Regions from separate parts of the Mus musculus genome. Here region 1 is linked to region 2. The links are chromatin contacts, called in public HiChIP or PLAC-seq maps. All regions are on one chromosome and are shown on one strand. Each heading gives the region's core, a stretch centred on a gene start, on an enhancer-like site or on the middle of the called end of the contact. The rest is flanking DNA. Distances are from core to core; before and after follow the strand shown.

Evidence for each region. HiChIP or PLAC-seq counts read pairs in DNA pulled down with a chosen protein or histone mark.
Region 1: an H3K4me3 HiChIP or PLAC-seq map of bone marrow-derived macrophages shows a contact between it and region 2, with 5 times the contacts expected there. The contact joins the enhancer-like site here to the promoter of Etv1 in region 2. A contact is called at or near these places in 5 of 39 promoter capture datasets (the 3T3-L1 cell line, 3T3-L1-derived adipocytes, the C10 cell line and 2 more), 12 of 484 Hi-C or Micro-C datasets (the AtT-20 cell line, the N1E-115 cell line, brain and 7 more), 3 of 115 datasets of contacts at active chromatin or transcription factors (bone marrow-derived macrophages, embryonic limb bud and large pre-B cells) and 4 of 9 other capture datasets (adipose tissue, liver, macrophages and 1 more).

Annotation. Positions count from the first base shown.
Region 1 is chr12:39,035,808-39,041,326 of GRCm38.p6, forward strand. No RefSeq gene overlaps it. Among named protein-coding and RNA genes, the nearest start is that of Gm34662, 55 kb to the left of the region's middle. Within about 2 kb of position 4,179, at least 13 of the 459 cell types and tissues checked have an H3K27ac peak or open chromatin away from gene starts, as enhancers often do. A contact at or near this core is called in adipose tissue, bone marrow-derived macrophages, cerebellar granule neurons and 1 more, where this site is marked.
Region 2 is chr12:38,778,740-38,783,618 of GRCm38.p6, forward strand. Etv1 (ets variant 1) reads left to right here and starts at 1,343. Exons shown (of 13, transcript NM_007960.5): 1 at 1,343-1,682; 2 at 2,109-2,240; 3 at 3,060-3,147; 4 at 4,499-4,546. The coding sequence starts at 2,196.

The DNA.
Region 1 (5,519 bases), core at 2,929-5,428, 260 kb after region 2:
GTGGATAAGTATTATTTGCTTTCCATTACCACATTCAATAATTCATTAGAGTGTGTGAAATACAAGTGTTAATTCAAGCAGGGCCAAGTGGCACAGGCCTACATTTTGAACTACTCAAGAACCTTTTTCAGATGGGGCACAAATTTAAGGCAGAGGGAGTGTAAGGCCAGGCTTTAAAACTTTGTGAGATTCAGTCTCAAAACAAAAGAATTTTAAATTAAAAAATGGGGCTGAGGCTCAAACTCAAGAGACTCAAACCCCAACACCACAAACACAATAAATAAATTAAAAACAATATAAATAAATGCTATTTAAAAACTCATATATAGGAAAGATACTGCTGGCAAAGCTTTTTCCTAACTTTCCTAATTTGAAAGCTCCCTGTTGGAGGTGTTTCAGTAGTTAATGAGGGGCCATACTTTGACGAACATGTGAGTTGAAGAGATTCGCGATGCAACGCTAAGGGCGAATGGCAGATATATACGTAGGAACAAAACATAATTCATTAAACAGTTTCTACAAGTCAAATGATAAGCCTTATCTGTCCTTAGAGATCAGGGTCAAGGGTCATTTTTCCCTTAAAGTGTGAAAACACTTTAAAAATGGAAACATATATTGAATTTTTTTTAATTACTTAGATAGACCTTGGACAAGATTCAGAAAATGGAAATCACTCCAGAAACCCCTTTCCACTTTCAATGAAGAAATCTTTGATCTGAATTCACCACTTATAAAGGGTGTGTGTGTGTGTGTGTGTGTGTGTGTATGTGTGTGTGTGCAGGGATCCTTGGAAGATTTTCAACATTTGATGAGATAGCTCTTTGGATGGTTTTCAAGACCTAGAGGGGTCCATAATGAAGGATCATGCTGCTTCCATTAGTGGATTTTTCCTCTTCATGTTTGCAGACAAAGCTGTGAATTGGTCCAATTTCTTGTTTGGCTAAGGTAGTCTTTATTTTTAATAGAAAGGCTAGTCAACTTGGCACATTTGCAAATGAGAAGAGCAAATGAATGCAAGTAACATTTAGATAATTCTCAGGGCCAATAGGAAACAACTTTGTGCATGTGACAGCTGTACCTCGCCCCACCCCCTGGTAGCTTACCCAAAAGAGTAATATATTATGAAATTGATGAAGAGTTCATGTCTGTTTTTACAGCTGTTAATCATCAGGTGATTGAACGATCATGTTAGAAAGGAAATTTGTTGGGTTATGTATGTTAAAAATGCAACTTTATCCTTAGATAGTTAATTTCCCTAAATATGCCACCTTTCAGTTTTTGAGGTCTTTTAAATTACTAAGTAGGTTGACTGAATAAGTACTACTTTAGGGAATTTTACTAACATTTACTCGTTTATTTTATATTTAAACTAGAGGTTCCATCTACCTTAATATCATTTTTCTTTTCCTTGAAATGATAAATATATTATTACAAAATGAACCGTACTTATGTTTAATATTTCAACAGATTTTACATCGTTTCTACAACCGAATGTAACATCACAATAAAGTTAGTGTTTGGAAACAGGTGTTTACAATGGCAACATATGCCTGCTTTGAAAGTTATTAGGAGATGTAACTAGTGGATGACATCTGAAAGTAACTTAATGAAAATACTTCACACTCACTTAAATGTAAACACCAGACAGGGGAATCACTTAACCAATAAAGGAAGTAGACACAAATACCAGCCTTTTCAGGTGTAAAATACAATAGTTTTCAGGTATGGGTAGAATTAACTGTTGCCTGTTGCTGTAGGTGTTAACAGCCCCCTCCCCAGCTTTTCTTAGTACCAGAAACAGTTTCAGCTGTGTGAACCACACCTACCTCCTCCTGATCCCACCAATGTTAATTCAAGATGACTTTATTAGGTGTTAGGACATTATTTACACAAGGGAGGTACATAATACAAAGGTTCAAAAGTGACTTTATTTCACTGTTTTTCTTCTAATCCAGCCAAAGCCAGATAATTACCACAGGGTTTTTTGTTTGTTTGTTTGTGTTTTTGTTTTTGTTTTTGTTTTTGTTTCCCACTAAGGCTGTGCTTCCTTGCATTGATGATGATTCTCTGCAGTGAGTACAATACAGTCTTCCGTAATTTTCTTGATATCACAGACCCAGTGAAACTGTTTCTAACTGAAAACCAAGCTACAGGATCCAGAGGCAAAAATGGTACCAATTGAGTCCTATATCTGCCTATAAAATAGTGTTCTCTTTAGGTAAAATAAAAACCAAAATGGGTTTAATGTTATTTTTGCATCTTAAAGACTTATTGTAATAATAATCCTACCTTTTCTGATGGAGTGGAAATCATTACCAAAATACAAATGGAAAAGCAAAAGCCTTGCTTCGTAGTTGTAAACTATTGCTTAACAGTATGTGACATGGACTGGAGTGGAATATTCCTGTACTCAGTGGCACAGACGGACATTTCTGGATGAGATTCTGCCCCCTTGTAGTGGAATGTGGTGTACATTTTGATTCCCTGGCATGCCTACACTAACACCCATCTGTTAAGATGGCATTGTTCCTAAAGGAAGAAAAACAGCATGGTGGTTTGCCAAATTCCAAAAGTCCTAGGTATGTGCCATACGTATACATTTCTGAAGGTAGTTTCAATATTGGAAAAAAAATGAATTTAGGTTGGGACTTACTTTCTCTTAGACTATAAGTTCACTGGTGTCCATTATAAGAAATAATGTCATTAACACTTGAATGATAACAAAGTACACTTTCTTATGCTTGAACTTGGAGACAGTTGCCATGAATGCATGGACCTTAAAGCGAACACAAGCTCATTGTAAGCACTTTCAGCAAGTGCTTGTTATCCATTTTTATGGATACATACATAAATACATAAGTACAATATATGACATATAACTAACATACATTACCATCATTTAATGTAATCAGTGTTTCATGAGATGATCTGAAACCAGAACCCCCCAGGTTTGAGACGGAAAACCCTCTGTCCTATAAACTTGAATTGACATCACTGAGTGCTTGAGGTGAAAAGGCACAGGCTTAAGTTAAAACCAAACAACTGCAACCTTGCAGGGCACAGGAGCTCCTGAGGACTGCTGGGATAATTTGGTTACAGAAGAGAAAACAGCCTGTTGCTTAGCTACAGGACTCTGGGTGGCAGCTCTCTCCCACCCCAGTGTTTCCTGGTGTTTTGTTTTGTCAATGTAGTTCCTTGCAAATGAGAATGTCTGCATTCAGACGCCCATATTGCAACTGTTTTGATTTGTAAAAGCAAACAATATTAGGAGGAACTAAAATACTGAGAGAAGTAAAAAATCAGAGGACTTTCCTCTTCTGCTTTGGTACTAAATTAGACCCCATCAAACATGAAGCACTGCAGAAGTTCATGGGTTTAATGTGTATTTTGTAAGAACAAGCAGTTTATTTATAAAACTAAGTATAATTAAGAATATTAGAATCTAAATGTTACTAGGAATGTTAATTTCATATTGAAAATGCAAGCCAACACTTGTTGCATATACGTGTAAAGAGACTTTTATATGCACATTTACATATATTGATATTTGATCTTTGATCACATTTGTGTTCAATTGCCAATGTTTACTTTTTTTCCATTTTTATTAGGTATTTAGCTCATTTACATTTCCAATGCTATACCAAAAGTCCCCCATACCCACCCACCCCCACTCCCCTACCCACCCACTCCCCCTTTTTGGCCCTGGCATTCCCCTGTACTGGGGCATATAAAGTTTGCGTGTCCAATGGGCCTCTCTTTGACACCATTGCATACACTAGCAAGATTTTATCGAAAGGACCCAGATGTAGCTGTCTCTTGTGAGACTATGCAGGGGCCTAGCAAACACAGAAGAGGATGCTCACAGTCAGCTAATGGATGGATCACAGGGCTCCCAATGGAGGAGCTAGAGAAAGTACCCAAGGAGCTAAAGGGATCTGCAACCCTATAGGTGGAACAACATTATGAACTAACCAGTACCCCGGAGCTCTTGACTCTAGCTGCATATGTACCAATGTTTACTTTTATTCTTGTTCTTGTTTTAAACTCCTTAGAAATTTTGAGGTCACAAAGCAAGGCCTCCAAATGCTTCTGCTGGTGACACTTCTTCAAATGGCCCAGGCCCAACCCAGGACAGATTCTTACTGGGCAAATAATAGAAACCTAAACTCAGCATTCCTCAGAAAGTCAGTTTCTGTTTTTCCACAGAGCCAATACTTCTCTTCTCCTTTCTTAACAGTCAACCAAGAGGAACAAAGTGCTTCTAGAACAGCCTGCCTCAACTCAAGAATGTCTACTTTACTTGCTTTGCTTTCCTGCCAGGCTACTGCTCTCTGTTCTGGTGAGACAGCAAAGCAATTTGTTTTCCAATAAACTTATTATTTTCCCTTTAAATCCACTGAGTGGGCTAGTTTAGTGGTTTCACTGTACTCACTTATAGAAATAAAGTACAAGATATAAGGTCCAATAATGTTCTATAATTAATCTATCATAGTCTGTAAAATCATTATCATATTTACATCAAGTAATTGGCTTATTTTGTAATATTGAAAGATTGTTAAATTATTTGTATTAAAATATCCAGGGCTTTAAAACATAGTTCTATGAGAAAGATACTTGGTTATTTTTGGAATATCATTGGAACAAAGCTATGAGATCAATTTGAAAAATTGTTACCCTTGGGGCCTGAAGATGTGCTTCAGCTCCACAGCACTTGGCCAGTATACAAGAGTCCTGGACTCAATCTCCAACTCGTAAAAAAAAATGGATCATAAATCTACAAGTTTAGGATTGAAGGTCAAAGGGATTACTTAGGTCTTGTAGTTTCTACTTTCTTTTTCTTTCATATTTAGAGAACAGCCTACATTCTTAATATGTTTAAAACCTTTCAACCAATACTAATTAGGTCTGACACTTGATAAAGAATATTAAATCAACAGTGGGAGAAACTATTGTTTGGCTAAGAAAGTCAGAAATAATATAATGAAAATCAAAGCCCTCTCTTGGGGTTCTGAGTCTCATTAGTAAAAGAATTTAGTAATGGACTCAAACAGAAGCTCAAGGACAATTTTATTATAGTTTAAAAGAAAACCCCAGGGCATATGAACTGTACACTTTAGAAGTTACTTAGAGAAGAGAAGTCGAGGAGGAAAGCTGTGACATTCAAACTGGATAAATGGAGAGTGGGGGAAAATACTGTATAAATATAAACACAGGAAATACAGTATAAATAACAATACAGAAAAATACAAATTAAATGACTAATTTTTCTGCCTCTTTATCATGGCTTTTTGTCTCCCTGCCTGATGATGGGCATTCTCTAACCAAAAGAATAATCAGCTAACTGCAATGCTAGGCCTCCTTGTAAGCTAGAGACTATTCTTTTGACTTTCTTTTTCTTTTATCCTAACACTAAGGCATTATCTATAGATTTTAGTTAAAAGTTAAAGGTATAGTTGAATTTATATAAATCTATAGAGTATGAGCTTTGTAGCTGATTTGGTAATTTAAAACAGAAGCTT
Region 2 (4,879 bases), core at 93-2,592:
GGACAAGCTCCCGGGGCCTTTCGAGAAGCTCCGCCCTCTCCCGGTTGCTCTGGATACCTGTCCCGCTCTGGCCTCACAGAAAGGCTTTGGAAACTGTTACCGCCTTGTCTGGGGTTTGCAGACTGGCGGGTTACCCACGCTGTGCTCCCCTCTTCGGGTTGCACCCTCACAAAGTCTAGTAGCGTTCGAACGCACCCCTCGCCCGGGCTCTGATACTGTCCTCTCTCAAAGAGGACGCGCGCGGCGCCCTGACTAGGCTTGGGGCAAGCATTGTGTGTGCCCTGGAAGACTACACTTTTCCCTTGGTGAAGCGCAGAGTGGTTTTGTCATAAACTACGCTCTTTCTCGGCGGGTCCGGAGTACCAGGCGCGCACGCTCCCATTTTGATGTTTCCACCATGTTCCATTTAAGGGAAGAAACTTTCAAATAGAAATTGAGAACTGCAGCACATTGCTCAACGGGGCTAAACAGCTGCTGGAAAAGTCCTTTAGTCCCCAGCTCTGGTCCCCGCCAGGGTCTCAAGTGACTTTTAGCACCGTAAAGCCCCGGCCCCACTCCTCCCTGGCTTCCAATTCTTGGTAGGGCAGCGGCTGCAAAGGGGACACATCAGAACTAAGCTCTGTGGGCAGGCAGCTTCAGAGAGATTCTCGCTTCCAAAGGTCCCATCATTGTCCTTGTAACCCGAGCCCTCCCTGCTCTTCCCCCACTTCTTGGTGGAGGAAGTGAAATCTTCAAGTACAGTAAGTGACACCCTCCGCCTCTCTGTATACATAACAAAAGCTCCGGAAACGGCGGGGACGGGGGAGGGGTGCGGGAGGGGGGCATCTGAACTACCAAGTCCTCCCCCACCCCTCTGTGGCCACTGGAGGTTTTTTTCCCTCTCAGCACTCTCCAGGATGAATCTGATTTTTATACTTTCCTCGCCCACTCTGCTACGTACTCCTCCGGATCCTCTCTTCCAGCGCCACCTCTCCTTAGAAGCAGCTTCTCCCGCTTGCTTTCCTTACAATATTTTCATGTCCAACGGACGAAAGGAGATCATTTTTGTTGAAGATGTATTAAAAAAAATCTTATAAGCCCTATTACAGTGTTGAAAATGGAGAAAAAAAATAGCTTGGACCGAAAGCTTCTGAGGAGCAAGGCTGGAGCGTGTGGTGGGTGGACTCCGGGTCAAAGGTAGAGAAAAGGGATTGTGGACACTCGATCTGTACCCCAACCTCTACGACAGTGCTTTAAGGACATAATAATGGACCAAACAACGCTAGGAATGAGAACTGGTTGACTCGATACACTAGGTTTCAGTATCCCTCCGGTTTTAACAAAAACAGCGAGTTAGGAAGGAAGTAGTTTCCCTCGGTGGCTTTTCCTGGGTGCGGACCCTGCGACTTCTCCCAGAGTGGTCGCAAAGGCATAGGGGCGCAGGAGACCCAAGGGAAGGGGCCGAAAGCTGCCTGATTGACAGCCCGAAATCTGATCTTGTGAAAGAGACGTGGAGCCAATGGGAGGCAGCGATCCATCAGTTTGGATTGGAGGCCCCTGGAGGAGAAGTAGAGGAAAAACCACCGAATTCAGCTCTGTCAGAGGCGCTTTCGGCTTCCAAGGGGAAGTGCTGGGCAATAATTAATGTTTTTATTAAATTTGGAGGGAATTTTTTGCAGCCGTTCGCCTAGCGTGGCCTTCAGGTGGGTATTTCCAACAACTTTTTATGTCTCTCCAGATAATTGCATGGTTGTGGGTTGCAAAAACTATTCTTATGAAAGAGGTAGCTCCGTCTCTTTAGTCCCGTTAGGTGAAAAGCAAGTCTCGTTGATCGCCATTGCTAGTTTTGCCCACGTTTGCGAATCAGAGCCGCCTGGGGTACACTGACCGAGCAGGGAGCATCCAGAGTGTAAATAAATACATTGCCTCTTGTTAGGATTTTTGATACGACCGAAAGTATGTAAATTGTGAACTCTCTTGGCTCTCTTTGGATCCAGGTGAAGAAGGCGGCGTAGGGGAGGGTTATTTTTGTGAATGGGGCTGTCGAGGGTAATTAGCTATGCAAATGCAAGAGCTTCATTCATGATTTTTTTTTTTTTAAGCCTAAAAGCCATCTTGTTCCCCTCTAGGTTGATAGAAGTCCAGATCCCGAGGAAATCTCCAGCTAAATGCTCAAAATATAAAACACTGAGCTAATATTTGCGAAGAGGAGCAGAATGGATGGATTTTATGACCAGCAAGTGCCTTACGTGGTCACCAACGTGAGTGATCAGTTCGAAAGTTGCTGTTTATAAACTTGACTTGGACGGGGGTGGGGAGAGCGAGAGATGCGAAGGGAGGGGGCAGGGGGTTGGGACTGCAGACACTTTATCTGCTTTGTTGCCACTGTAGGGCGACTCTGCTTCTAGAAGCCCTATCTACAAAATGAGCTTACCTTTGAGTGATTCGGATAAGGCATAGTTTTGTTTTAAGACCTCTTCTTCTGGTTAATATGTCCACGATGAGTGCAAGAGGAGACGGAGGGCAGCAACAGCTGCACTCAAAGTTTGTGGCTGGGTTTATCTGCCACATTGAAAAGAACGAAGTTGAGACAAATGCTGACAATTTTGTGTTTACATGGGGTGTCTTGGGGGGGGTCTTCCCCCTCCCCTCTCATTTTCTCACTTTTCCCAGTTTTCCTTTGGCTTCTCTTATTACGGGTGGGGGTGCTGTCTGAGAGAATGGAATTCGCTGTTTTAATCTGGAGTTGATTCAGAAAAAAAAAAAAAGAAAGAAAAGAAAAACATTAAGCGTTTTAGCTTAATGTTTTGATGCTGAGATTACATGTAACTAGAATGAGGATAAGCAGGAGTGTTAGGACATGCTCTGGGAAGCAACTCTCCCTCCTCACTGCCTGCCGAACTCTCAGCCTGAGCCTCCACTGTCAAAGTCAGACAATATGTGTTGGAGTTCTCCTGTGAACTTTTTCTTTTCTACTCAGAGAGAGGATCCAGTAGGCTTAAGTTATGTATGCATTTTTTTTAAACGTGTGACATCTGAGGTTTATATTCTTTTAAAGGATTTTATCTTTCCCTTTGTAGAGTCAGCGTGGGAGAAACTGTACCGAGAAACCAACAAATGTCAGGAAAAGAAAATTCATTAACAGAGATCTGGCTCATGATTCAGAAGGTGAGGTTTGATTCTGAGCTGAACGCCTCTTTTTTCACTGATACTTTTTCCCCTCCAAAGGGGGACATCTTAATCTCATCGAAAAAATAGTAGACATTGAAATATGGACTGAAACATGCAACCACTCACACAGTGAGTTTGCCTTGGAGACTATTTTATGGTCTTGTCACAAAAGTAATGAGAGGAAAATAAACACGTAGCAGTGACCTTCTTATTTTAAACAGTATTTTGTGTTCCTTCTTGTCCATTTGTCAGATAATTCCCTGTACTGAGATAACAATTTCAAACTGTAACACCCTGGGATAAAGTAAGCAGCCATGCCTGCTGCTTACATTTTTCTTTCAACTTTATTACAAGTTAAACAATATAAATGAAGCCATATATTATTGTTGAAATTTTATGAGTTTGATGACTGCATTTTGAAGTCATAACATTTGTTGATAGGCCGTAACATGTTCACTAGATCAAACTTAAGGCTTATTGAATACTTATAATATTATTTAGTAAATTAGGCTGTAGATTCTTCTTATAAACTGTTGGTAGGAGGTCAATATACTATGAATTATTTCAGCCCTGTGGGGCCACTCATTATGATTTGAAGAAACTTAGACTTAATTACTAAAGTTCACATTGAATTTAAAATTAAATGGACTGAATTATAAAACTTCATGAAATTTTCATTCTCATTAGACACTTTTCTTCCTACCCCCCACCCTCACCCCAAGTGAGGTGGCAGAATATAATTTGGAATTAATAATAAACCAAAGCAGGACACTAATGTCTTTGACGTTTACAGATCGGCTAAAAAAATTTTTTTTTCTTGAAAGCTTGTATTTGAAGTTGCACCCTGTGTTAGTGTTGAGCTATTTGGCTGGAAAAGGTAACTTGGGAATTAACTCAAGTTCTGTTGGTATTTTGTACATAAAATTCAAGTGTAAATGTCCTGTCTTTCTAATATCTACCCCACTTCTATTTTAGTAAGAGTTAAACACTCTTAGGAAGGGTTTCTGTACTTAGACCATCTTAGTGAATTTCAGTTTTTTTTTTTTCTTTTTCTGAGCTTACTTCTTAGTTATTTTGAAAAAGAAAAAAAAAGATAAAAGAAGGTAATTTGATTTAGTTGCCTAAATATAATATTATTTAGTTGCCTAAAGAAATCTCTTAAAGTGTCTCTTAATTGATGTCATAAGCAAGCAGGATTTATTGAGATACTTGGGATATGAATCCTATGTTCAGTTGACACTCCCTAAATTAAAATCATATTGAATGGCAGTGTCATGACAAACATTTTCATGTGATGAAGCCTACAGACTGTTGAGTCTCATGTTGGTGTGTCTGACTTGCTTTTTAGAACTCTTTCAAGATCTGAGTCAGTTACAAGAAACATGGCTTGCTGAAGGTAAGAGGCAAAACTGTCTTTAAGGGGGAAAAGCAAGTCTAGAAGGGGGTGGAGAGAGTCCTGAACTTGCTGTCTTAAATGTTCAACCCAATTAATTGAGCTCTAAAAGAGCCACCTCATGTGTCATGCATACATTAGAGCCTCTGATGAGTTTGTCTTTGGGGACTCTGGGGCTGCACTACCCAGTGTCATCACAAATTACCAGGAGAAATTGCTTGCAGCTCACAATCACATCTGCTTTTGGCAAGAACTAATGCACCAAGACTTCAGGTTCTAAGCCTCTGCTCAGATTTTAATTGCAATTGATCAGGTTTATATTATTGTACCTCAAGA